Regions from separate parts of the Sus scrofa genome. Here all the other regions are linked to region 2. Evidence: chromatin contacts called from public Hi-C data. All regions are on one chromosome and are shown on one strand. The core of a region is the stretch at or near the end of the contact, and the rest is flanking DNA. Distances in the headings are between cores, read along the strand shown. Region 1 holds the start of TXNL1 (thioredoxin like 1). Region 2 holds the start of TCF4 (transcription factor 4). Region 3 has its middle 58 kb from the start of TXNL1.

Evidence for each region. A called contact is a pair of places that touch in the nucleus more often than the background predicts.
Region 1: a Hi-C map of skeletal muscle shows a contact between it and region 2, with 8 times the contacts expected there. The contact joins the promoter of TXNL1 here to the promoter of TCF4 in region 2. A contact is called at or near these places in 1 of 5 promoter capture datasets (fetal skeletal muscle) and 1 of 47 Hi-C or Micro-C datasets (skeletal muscle).
Region 3: a contact with region 2 is called in a Hi-C map of fetal skeletal muscle, with 4 times the contacts expected there. The contact joins the enhancer-like site here to the promoter of TCF4 in region 2. A contact is called at or near these places in 1 of 5 promoter capture datasets (fetal skeletal muscle), 7 of 47 Hi-C or Micro-C datasets (embryonic fibroblasts, fetal heart ventricle, fetal skeletal muscle and 4 more) and 1 of 2 datasets of contacts at active chromatin or transcription factors (skeletal muscle).

Annotation. Positions count from the first base shown.
Region 1 is chr1:106,011,205-106,015,445 of Sscrofa11.1, forward strand. It overlaps TXNL1 (thioredoxin like 1), which reads right to left and starts at 2,143. Exons shown (of 8, transcript NM_001244276.1): 1 at 1,848-2,143. The coding sequence starts at 1,945.
Region 2 is chr1:105,077,715-105,081,594 of Sscrofa11.1, forward strand. TCF4 (transcription factor 4) reads right to left here and starts at 2,205. Exons shown (of 20, transcript XM_021093491.1): 1 at 1,645-2,205.
Region 3 is chr1:105,953,705-105,957,940 of Sscrofa11.1, forward strand. No RefSeq gene overlaps it. Among named protein-coding and RNA genes, the nearest start is that of TXNL1, 58 kb to the right of the region's middle. Within about 2 kb of position 1,982, at least 1 of the 83 cell types and tissues checked has an H3K27ac peak or open chromatin away from gene starts, as enhancers often do. A contact at or near this core is called in fetal skeletal muscle, where this site is marked.

The DNA.
Region 1 (4,241 bases), core at 893-3,392, 930 kb after region 2:
GTTTCCATCTGAGATGATGAAAAAATTCTAGGAAATAGGGACAACGACACAATACTGTGAATGTATTTAATGCCACTGAACTGTACATTTAAAATGGCTAAAATGGCACATTTATAGTATATGTATTTCATTATAATGAAAAAAAAAAAAAACTACTAAAAATAATACTGGAGAGCCACTGAAGATTCTTAAACCAGAAGAGAAACAACCTGTATAGTATTTTAGTAAAATTAGTAGAATGGATACAGCATTGAAAGTGAGAATAAGAAATAAGGCTTAAAGTAGGGATGGAAAGGAAATGAAGAAATAGGTGATTGGGAAAACTATGTTCTTGGCCTCAAGTTGGATGGTAGTAACTTTTCTCACTCCAAATAGATATTATCCTGTCATCTCTCCCCCTGCTATGTTAAGGGAAAAAGAAAGGTATCACTGAGGCACAGAAGTATAAATGTCCCCAGAATCAGAAAAGTGAACTAAAAATGAGATTCATTGTTAAAATCATCTCTTCCTTTTTCCAACTCTGGCCTAAGACTTAACAAAATGTATAGTATAGGTATTCCCTCATATTAAGAATACAGATGTTATAAAATCAACATAACTGGGAAGCTAAACTTTTAAATCTAATGTACTGCCCCTCTCCAATTCTGTGCGAGACTGGTCCAAAAGCAATTATAACTTATTCTCTATCAGCATCCCTTCATTCTCTAAAACCATCTAATCCTAATGCTATCATTGAGATATTTAGCATTTACTAAATCATGTTCAATACATTTTAATCACTTTTTGCTCGGAGCCTCAAAACACTGCATTATATTTATATAGTTACTTGGACAACAAAATGTGTTACATAATGATACCTGTAGTAGATTTGTCAAAGTTAGCCTAAGTGTAAACAACAGCAGGAAGTCAAGGTAAATCAAGTGGAGACTTCCAAGCCCTCTAACTGGGCACGACCAAGGGGAGGTCAGTAAATACATAAACTCGCTGAAACCTTGGTCCTGATACCTTAGTTTCAGTATGTCACCTTCACGAAGGAACACATTACACCCCCAACATGGAAAATCCACCGGCTTTGCAACCTATAAATTATGTTGAGATTTACCAAAGCCAGATAAAAACCTTCAAGTTCCCTATCCTCTTAAACCACCAAGTCAAAAATGGAGTTTACTTGGTCAAATCCAATGTCTGCACACCTATCTACCTGTACTGTACACGTGCCTATTAGTTTCCATGATCAGACGTAACTGCTTACATAAGCTAGCCTAAGTTACAAAATTGCTGATCAAAAGAACAACAAAAATATTCTGGAAATTCAAAAGCATCCTAACTCAACATTAACAATTTAAAACGCACTAGCTGAGCTTTAAGTCTAAGCACTATACGGATTAGTTAGGTAGCCGAATTTTCCAAAAATATAGGTGGTGAAGAGAATCAAAACACCCTGTAAATCAAATTTTTAGGGTTTCTAAGATGCAAATGACAGCTGGATCCCGGAAAAGAAGGGTACTGGTGCAAGCTGTAGGAGAGGCTGTAGGAGACTCCCACAGTCAAGAGGAATAGAACCGAGCCACCCCCAAGAGCTGAGCTCAACCGAGGACTCAAAAGGAGCGGGCAGGGATCTCTCCGGCTGGGGAACGCGTCCGGCCAGGCTTCCAAGCCCGCTAGAGACTCCCCGGCGTACACACGGGGGTTCACACCCAGGAACTGAGGCCTATCTTGGCAGCGGCCTGGGGCTGCGGCCAGCGCCGGACATTCCGGGGCAGGAGGCCGCAAAGCAGGTGGGGTCCCAAAGAGTGAAATAAAACCACGGACAGACGGGGGCTCCCCGGGCTTACGCCCAGCCTTACCCTCGCATGGTGAATTTGACCACAGCGAGTCTGGAGCCCGCGCCGCTCAGCTCCGGCTGGAAATCCGGGTCACTCCCGACCGGCTTTACACCTACCATTCTCAGAGAGCCTGGCAAGGTGGCCGCGACGCCACCGGTTTCAAAACTGAAGGAGAAGACGACCCGGGAGGGGACGGGGGTAGACTCAGGAAGGCCGAGGCCTGGACACAGGAGGTGGCGACCGTGGCGTCTTCTCCCGGGGCTCTCAGTGCCGAGTCACGCCAGGGAGCGGAGCGGCCGAGGAAACGGGATGGGAGGGGGGAAACGAGAGGCGAGGAAAGGGAAGGCTTGCGGCACCCAGCAGCCACCGCGCGGCGGGGCCGGCGGCGCTGGCGCACCTGGACGTCATTTCCGTGCCATTCGTTTTGGCTCCCAGTGCCCAATCCTAAAGCACGACCCGTGGCCCCACTCTCGACTGAGGAGCCCCTCACTGGCTGGCGTGGCGCAGGCGCGGAAGAGAAGCCTTTGCAAGCGCAGGCGCACATTGGACCTCAAGGTATTCCTCCGTGGTTCCAAGACCCGTGGTTTTTACCAGAAGAGTTTCCTAAGGTGGAAAGTTGAGAAAAGAATTCTTTTTTCCTCCGGGGTTCTTGGCTAGTTGAGTAAGGTCTTAAGTTTCCTCTGGAATACTTTGGGTGTAGTCCCGACTCATATTCGGGACAAGTCGTAACACTAGACAAAGTAGACTTTAGGAAAGTTTATTTACGAATCTCGCTACTTTGAGGCGCCCTCTGGGAAGTCATCCAGAAAATATTATGCACCTGTCTTTTACTTTTACCTAAAAATATGAAAGCACCATCCTTCCTTTAGGAACTCACAATCTGGTCATAGACACAAACGACAGTTACGGCAACACAAAAATTTATGTAAACTGTGGTGACAAATGAGATAGGAGGACGGGGCGAAGTAAATTTGCCAGGCGATGTGATCCCTGAACAGAGTCTTGATAGAGAAGAAGAGCATAGCCAGAAGGTAAGAGATGACTGGGTACCTCAGGCGGCAGCACTGCAAATGCATGGGTTGAGAGAGCTGATGATGATAATTGTAAAGTTAATAGTTAACAAATCATGTGCCTGACAAGATACAAGCTATGTATATTAGCTCATTTAATCCTCACAGCAATCCTAATTTTCCAAAGTATACAGACCTAGTACGAAGTCAAGCTAGCGTTCAAGTTAAGGCAGTGCAACACCAGCATGATCTTTTAAATATTAGGCAAGGTGAAAAATCAATTGATTTACCATTGGTGTTAGTTGGATGATGAAATTGAAGAGGAAGGTGAAGGTCAGATGATGACTAGCTAAGGAATCCGTATTGTTTTATATTTATTTTTTATTTTTTTGGGGTCTTGGCATGCAGCAGCTGGACGTGGGATCTCAGTTCCCAGACCAGGGACTGAACCTGGGTTCCAGAGTGGTGAAAGTGCCAAATCCTAAATCACTAGACCACCAGAGAACTCAAACATTTGTATTTTAACATGAAGGCAATAGAGTAGTTCACTGCAGGACAATTTTGTGGTTAAAAATGTCTTTAGAAAAAACCCAGAGATAACAATGAAAAAAATGGAAGGCAGTAAAACCAGTTTAAGAGGTTATTGTGGTAATCCAGGAACTGAGTTACAGGGGAGATGCTGTCAAATGATATATTTGAGAAACAGTTGGAAGGTAAAAACCACAGGGTTGAGTGACCAGTCAGACTAATTTGATGAGGAGGCAGAGGAAGGAGTTTAGGATAATGCAAATACTTCACTCTTCCGGCTTTTTTCATTTCTTCAATTTGATTCTAATCATTTCAAAGTAGTCTTAGGATAGAAAAGAGAGATACAGTTTTCCAGTCTCATTTATATATGAGTATTTGTTGGGCAGACATTGGGGAATAACTATACAGTCTCTGATCCTATTTTTTTCTTTAAATTTAGTGCTTTTGTAAAAAAGAAAAAGAAAAGCCCGTTTTTGAGGAGCAAGAATTTTTTTTCCCCCGTCTTTTTAGGGCCTGCGGTGTATGGAAGTTCCCAGGCTAGGGGTTGAATCACAGCTGTGGCCACCAGCCTACACCACAGCCACAGCAAGGCCACATCCAAGCCGCATCTTCCACCTGCATGAACAGCTTGCAGCAATGCCGAATCCTTAACCTAGTGAGCAAGGCCAAGAATCAAACCCACATCCTCATGGATACTAGTCGAGTTCTTAACCCACTGAGCCACAACAGGAACTCCAAGAGCAAGAATTTAATGAAGAAAGAATTTTTATTCTGCAAAAAAATTCCCATAAATTTTTCTGTAATATACCTCTTTAAAAACTAAATTTGTATCTGAAGAAGTCTAGGGACGCAGATATATTGATAAATCACATAAACC
Region 2 (3,880 bases), core at 955-3,454:
GGGAGGGGTGACAGGGTCGGCGAAAGGGGGGGGAGCGGAGTGGAGGGTCGGGTCCTGTAATTGTCCAGCACCCTAATTTGTGAAAGAAAGGGTTGTAAAAATTAAAGTCAGGCCCCTGGCAAAGTCGTCGGTCCTTCCAAGTGTCATTACCGGGGAGGGGGGGCCAGGGGGGGTTAGACATGAGGGGGAGGGAAGAGGCGCGGGAGGGGAAGGGGTGTCTCCAGTGGGAGCGCCGGGAGCCGGGAGCGCCAGGAGCCGGGAGCCCGCGGCTCGGTAGGCGCGGAGCCGCGTGCGGGGCCGCCGAGCCCGAGCCCCGCGCAGCCCCGCGCACCGGCCCCGCCGAGCCCTGCCGGCGCCGGTACCTACCGCCCGCGCGCGAGAAGGGGCTCTCCGTGCACCGCCGGCGCCGAGGCGGCGTTCATGTCTAACCACTGCCTCCACCGCCACCACCTCCTCCGCCTGCGCCCGCGCCCGCTCCTGCTCCTTCCCCGCCGCCGCCGCCGCCGCCGCCACTACAGATCCGCAGACACACAGCCAAGATCCCTGACTCTTAACACCAACTCTCTTCTCCGGGGAGGGGAGGGGACGAGGGAAGGGGGGGAGGGGGAAACACGCCGAGGCGCACGGAATTGCAAGTTCAGCAAAGAAATGGGTGGGGGGGCTCCGGCGGGGAGACGCGGCTCGCTCGGGTCGGAGTGGATGGGATGCACCCCCACCCCCCCGAGGGGAAAAAAAAAAATCTCAACACCTCCCCCGCCTCGCAAAAGAAAAAAAAAAAAAAAATACAAACGAAATTTCATCGAGCACCTCATTTTCCCTCAGATCGTCAGTTACAATCTGAAGCCTGAACAGTTCAGTTTTTGCCCGTTTCATCCATCGGAGGCACTTTGAAATTTATTCGAGTTTACATCCCCTCACTTCTTTCTTTCTCTGACTCTCGTTCCCTCTCACTCACACATCCACACACACGGCAAAGCAAGTTTATACTAGGCTGCAAATACACGTGATGCAAAAAGACTTTGCCAAGAGGAACAATATTTTTCTTTTTCTAGATATAAACCAAGCCACATTTTGCTGGGGAGATTTTCATGTCGGTACTTCTGCGTTGGGGGCGAAACCTAAATTACATACTTTCTTTCCCCTCCCTGTAAAGTCACAGAATAGTATAACTGCTAACTTCGCCAAAAAATAAATAAATAAATAAAAGACAATTTTTGAGGGTTGGTGTTGTTTTGTTTTTACACTTGAGTTCCTAGGCACGCTAAGCCCTCGTTCGCCAGCACTTTAAGTTTTTAATTCAACATTTACCATTACAGGCCCTGCATGCTCTTAAAACATACTTTTTTTCACATCACTTTTTAGGATTAAAATTAAGCTGCACAAATCTATCGTTTCATAATAACAAACGTGCTTTATCAAGTATATCCAACATACGCTATTTTAACATGGGTTAAAACACACACTTTATAAACCCTGTTATTGCTAGAGGTGCGAGTACATACACAGAATGCATGCACACACTTTTTCTCATTGGCAATTATTTAATAGGTCGTTCCTTTTGTTTTAATTAAACACTGGGATCTACATTTTAAAAATTAAATTCAATTACAAACAGTTTACTCTGACAGCAAATTGTAACGTTACCTTAAATGGCCACAAATATTCTCACAATATTCCAAGGAAAGTGACTTTAAAAAGAGAGACAAAAATCTTCTGCAAGTACTTAGTATCTCACATGTGTATCCCCCAAAAAAGTATTTTAACTGGTACTCAGTTCTGCTCCAGGGATATCCACAAAATACAAGATTATGCACCTGGCTCTGGTTTTTGCATTTTCCACCATAAAACTGCAACAAAATTCCCTCCCCCCAAAAAGAAATCATTAAAAAAAAAAATCCGACAACTTTTTCTTATTGTTTATAAAAAATAGCAATACAGGATAGTTATGATTTTTCCTCAAACAAGTCTTGGTGGTGCTTTTTTTTCTTCTCCTCTTATAAAGTCTTAAACTTGTTCCAAGTTTAGAGGTGTCTCATCATCATCATCCTCCTCCTCCTCATCATCATCACCATTGACTCCCCTGTGGAGTCACATTGATAATAATAGGTTTCCCTGAAAGATACATTGTAATCCATTCACATCCGGGCACTGCGGGCTTATAAAGAGAAGGCGCTGCGGCCGCGGCTGCTCCTCCAGACAATGACTGGGGAGGGGCGGGGCGGGAGCGGGCGACCATAGAGTAGTAAACAGAGCGCCTAGAGAGGCGATCAAGATGGCGGCGCGTGCGGGCCACGCCTCCTCCGGAACGGGAGGTGGGTGGCTGGATTCAGGCCGGCGTCGCGCGTGAGGGCTGAACTGCCAGGGCTCCCGAGGCTGGAGCCATTCGCGGGCCCTGTGCTCCTGCGCGTTGCTTAAAGTTCCCGGTGCTTTCCCTTCTCAGTTCTTTGACTCCAAAGTGTAGTTTGCAAATCAATTAAGTAATTAAACTCTTTAAGACTTGCACAGAGGAGTCAGATACCCTGAGGGAGGATCGGGAAAGGGAGGCCGAGAGAGGCCACATCGGCCTCCCCAACGGAAAGGTCGAGCCTGGATCTCCTGCAAAGTGAAGCTGGTGCTCTTAGCGAGGCGTGGGTGACGCAGAAAGAGGCCACTGAGCCAAGTTGTAGCGCCTGGGCTTCGAGAGCAATGTGGGTCCTCTCCTGCAGGGCCCTCACCCTTTTTTCTAGGCACCCCCGGAAAAGTGAGAACTTTTCAAGTCCAGAAGTCTACTGGGAGAAGATGTTCCTTTACTCCCTTTAAACTGAGACCAGTTTTACCGTGACCCACTCCTTACTCAACGTGTAGTTCTGGCCCAGAGTTCTACCTTCTCTAGCCAGTTTTCTGGTCTGTGCAATGCAAATAACAAACGCCCGCTTTATGAATTTCCTACGACTTAGAAGGATAAAGATAGAGCCGCCCCGAAAGAAATCTTCCCTTTCCATCTCTAATTCCTCGCTAAACCAACTGATATCTCTAATCTAGCCCATGGGATTTGAAATGGAGATTACTCCAAAATAATAGCTTTTAGTCCTCCCACTGGAGAAATGCAAGTAATGATGACAGGTTAGCACTTACATGTTTACTATGTGCCAGACACTGTTCTAAGAATTTCTCAAATATTAGCTGTTTCAATCCTGAGAGTGACTCTGTGGAGTTTGTGCTACTACTTGACCCAGGGCCATTTAGGAAGTGGTACAAACTTGCCTAAATTACACAACTTTATTAAGTGATAGCGCCCACCTTGGAAGGCAGGCTGTCTTCAATTAGAGTCAACATCCAGCCACATTCCTATACCATCTGGCAATGGGAACGTCCTAATCTCCATTTTCTGATGCAATGCAATTCTGTGCCAGTGACAAGAGTTCTGATCAATTTTCATGATCTTTTGTTCATATGCAAATTTTAGGGAACAAGAATTGGGGCATTTATAGGTTGTTTCCTGTCTCTTCACACACTGTGCAGATCTCTGTCTTTCCTACCCATTCCGTGTTCTTATCTTAAAATAAAATTTTACATTTAGACACTACTTTATGCTGCATTATCACAAGCACTATCTCTGATTCTCAGATTCTCTATCGGCTACACTGAGATGATGTAATCAAAATCACAAACGTTTGTTTAGGAGAAATATTCTACTGGCTCTACCTCTAATCAGCCCTGGGACCTAAGGCTTGATGTCAGTATCTTTTACTGTTAAATGCAGAGAACAGATTAGATAATCCCATAAGATTCCTTCTAGTTTCCAAATTTTAAGATTCCCCCTTCCCTTGAATTTCAAGAGGAATATATCCATCCAGAAATCAATGGGAGGAGCATCTAGGACCTAAATGCACCCCAGTTG
Region 3 (4,236 bases), core at 732-3,231, 880 kb after region 2:
AAACAAAAGAGACCAGGATTCCTAACCTCGTGAAGTTTACATTCTGTTGGGGGAGTCAGACAATAAACAAGTAAAGTATTTGGGTTTTTGGATATGGATAAGCAGAAACACAAAGCAAGGAAGGAGGTAGAAAGTGGGGCATTGGTGTTGGTGAGTTTGCGTTGGGGACAGGAGCGTGGCTGTTTTAGATGGTGTGGCCAGGAAGAGGGCAGTGAGAAGTTGGCATCTGAGTTAACACCAAGGGGGTGAGAGAGCTGGGAGAAGAGGGTTCTAGGGAGCAGCCAGAGCAGACTCCAAAGCTAGAGTTGAAACACTCCTGAAATAATTGAGAAATAGCAGGTTGGCCAGTATGACGCAGCCCAGCAAGTTGAAGACAGGAACAGGGAGACAGGGGGGAAGGACAGGGGCAGAAGCCCGATTGTGGGGGCGGGGGGTGGCACTTGTGAATTATTGTCAGGACTTTGCTTTTGCTCAGGTGAAATGCACAACCACGGCAGAGTTTGGATCAGTGGAGTGTTAAATGACGTTACCAGCTGCTCCATTGAACATAGTCTCTAGGGGAGTGGGGCAGGATGGGAGCAGGGAGTCAGTGAGGAGCCACTGCTGCAATCCAGGTGCAGGAGGATGGGGCTCGGCTCAGGCCCTCACCTCACACCTGTCCCAGGATGAACCGCAGCTAACTCGGAGAGCGCAATTTATGAAGCCAAGGCCAAGGAATCTATTGAGTGTCCTTGGGGGCAGCATTGAACCTCAGCTTCCAGAGCTTGGGAAGTCCTCTCCTGGTTCCTACATATCAATACTCCTAAAGGAAACCAGTTGAAAGGTTGCTCAGGTTAAAGACTGAGTTTCTTTGCAGTGAGCTGGGCTTGCATCACCCTGGCTTTCTAAGCTGAACAGAAGATTGTGTTGATAGCAATGCCTGTCTTGAAGGTTTTTTAAGTAGGAAAATAAATACTTAACAAATGGTATTTGCTTTGTAGACCTAATTTTTCAAAGCGCAGGCCCCGCAATGGGAGTCATTAAGATATTCATTCTGGAGTTCCCCTTATGGGGCAGCAGAAATGAATCCGACTAGTATCCATGAGGATGCAGGTTCAATCTCTGGCCTCTCTCAGTGGGTCAGGGATCCAGCATTGCCATGAGCTGTGGTGTAGGTTGCAGACGCGGCTCAGAACCCATGTTGCTGTGGTTGTGGTGTAGGCTGGCAGCTGCAGCTCCGATTCGACCCCTAGCCCCCTAGCCTGGGAACTTGCATATGTCACAGGTGCGGCCCTAAAACGCCAAAAAAAAAAAAAAAAGATATTCATTCCTTTATGGTAAAAGAGTAAAACCACTGAGTTAGAGGCTGACAAAAGATCACACTTCCATTCCCACCCAGGCATCCCTGTACATGATTCCCTGGAGAGACAGGAGAAGGTGTGTGCCTCGGGGAGGGCAGGTGTTTCTCTGCCCTCCAGCAGACATCCTCTGGGGAGGAGACAGTGGGTGGGGGGACAGTGAGCTGCTAGTCAGAACAAGTCACCCCAGGTCTCAGTTTCCTCATCTGTGGAATTAAGATATTGGACTAAATGGTCCTTTTGGATCACTCCCGCTCTGAGCATCTATGAGACTATGAGTGATCCTTGTCCTTGAGGGATGAAGGAGAAAGGATTTCATTTAACGCCTGATCAAGAATCCAGGTAAACACTCCAACATTTAACTCTTTCGCACAACTAGAAAATGCCAGCATGAGTAAATCTTTTTCACTCTTGGCATAAGAAGGAAATTTCAAATCCATGTGATAGTCTAACCAGTGATGCTTTACCAAACTCAGAATTTAGAAAGATGTTATAAAACCTGATTTTACTGAGAGCATTTGGATAGACAGTTAAGTCACGCTCTTGATTTACATTAGGGTAATACACTATATTGCAAGGTCTTGGGTGGGCTTAAGTTATATCTCAGCTGTAGTTCTTTTTTGCTTCCGAGAGCCAAGAATATGTGGAAATACTCTGTTTTGTTTTTTATCAATCTCCGGAGTTCATGTGATATACTTCAAGGGCCAGCCATACTCTGGGGCTTATCCTCTTGGCAGAAAAGGCAACTGTTACAAGGTCAAACAAGGGCTTATTTCCTCCCCTTCAGGCCAGCTGAGGCCTTCCAACCCCAGACTAACTTTTATTCTTCTAGTTTAGCCCACAGACATTGTTCCCTAATAAAATGCAACCTATTGGGAGGATTGCCACTTAAATTACCCCAAGATTTACTTTTTAAAGACTGAGTCAAGATCAGCTTTTGCAGAGTTCCCATTGTGGCTCAGCAGGTCAAGAACCTGACTAGTACCCATGATGATGCAGGTTCAATCCCTAGCCTCGCTCAGTGGGTTAAGGATACGGCGTTGCTGCAAGCTGGATTGCAGGTGGGGCTTGGATCTTGTGTTGCTGTGGCTGTGGTGTAGGCCTGCGATTTGACCCCTAGCCTGGGAACTTCCATTCGCCTCAGGTGTGGTCCTAAAATGAGAAAAGATCAACTTTTGGTTAAAAGAGGACAAGGGATGAAGAAGACAGGGGAATCAGAGGCTGGCAGCACAAAAGTTGAATAGTTCCTTCTTGCCGGTATTTCCCAGGCAGAGTCCCACAAACAGGCACAACCATCACCATTCCCCTATGGGGCTTCAAAAACCCAATTTTCCTTGATTAGGTACTGCGAACATTTATTTCTTTTACCTATGCACACATTCTCAACTTTTTTCCTGCTGCTTTCTTGCTGGTTAAATGATGGACATCACTGAGTGTGGACCTGTGGCTCTGACACTCTTGGAGGCCACTTAATCCCACGTGCCACCACAAATAGAGATTCTCTCTGGGCCCCTAAGGATCTCTGTCGATCCTTAAATCTTTCCAGGGATGAGGACCTCACTGTTTCTCTAAGGCGCTGTGTTTAGATGGTGGGCTACTTTATTTTTAGGAAGTTCTTCCTTATATTGAATCGAATTCTCTCTTTCTAAACTTCAACTCATCACATCTAGTCTTCTGCAATTACTTCAATGGGTTGATCTCAAAGTCTCAAGTCAAAACTTCTCAGCTGATCAGCAAGGCCCTCCTCCTTTACTGTTTCTTTCACTGGCCTAGTTTTATGCAAAATCCTTGCATAATTGCATGAATTCTTGGTGACTGCACAGGTGACATGCCCATTCCTATTTCAAAAGGCAAGGAGTAGTTCCCGAAGTGGAGCAGCGTAAATGAATCCGACTAGGAACCATGAGGTTGCGAGTTTGATCCCTGGTCTCGTTGCCGTGAGCTGTGGTGTAGGTCGCAGATGAGCTCAGTTCTGGCGTGGCTGTGGCGGGAGCTAACCTTAGTACAGGGCAGTTTTCAGTGCAGCTCCACGTGGCATAAGATTTCCCTGGAGACATTCCTGGAGCTTTAAAAGGATCATTTCCCAGATTTGATAACAGATCACATTTTCTAATAGTTTCTAATATCTTACTTAAAATTAACCCACAGTGAATATTTTGACACAAACCCCCGAAGGAAATTACTTCCTATCCAAATTAACTACAGAATCAGGAAAAACTTTAAAAGGTTCTGTAACCCACTCTACTTAGGAGGGATGGGTTAGTATATTTCATCGGGCTGTTCCTGACATCTAGTGGTGAGGTCTGGAAGTGCTCAGAGTACTCAGAGCTGCTGACAAGGTGGGGGACATTCCTAACCTTAGTTAACATCTGCTCTTTGAATATTTATAGTTGTAAAAGTGTAAACTGAATATATTTTCCCATCCTCTATAATAATATACTCATCTTTGTTTTAGGCATCTTTCCTGCTTTATATGTTTTATATCTGGGCTTATTTTAAAATTGATGAAATTTAATTTTTTAGATTTTGAAAAAAAAATCCTCGAGGGGAAAAAAAGGGCATTTTGGATAAGCATAAATAATTGCATTTTGATCTGGAAACATACTATAAAAATGTTTTGCAGAAATGAATTCATCTTCAAATGTGGTTTTTAGACTGGATTCCTGTGAAATCTGAGTCATTTATAGCTAACCTTGAATGTATTGTTATTCACAATTAGAAGTAGATAAATTTCACAGGCAGAGAAGCTGACAAGTCTTTAAGACTTCACACTTAGTTTTGCAGGAAGAGCTGAAGTTAATTAGAAGTGATTATACATACATTGCATGTGTGTGTGCACTTGTGTTGTTGCACACAAGCACCGCAAAGGCCTTGGGAAGGTTGCATTTTTTTGTGTGTT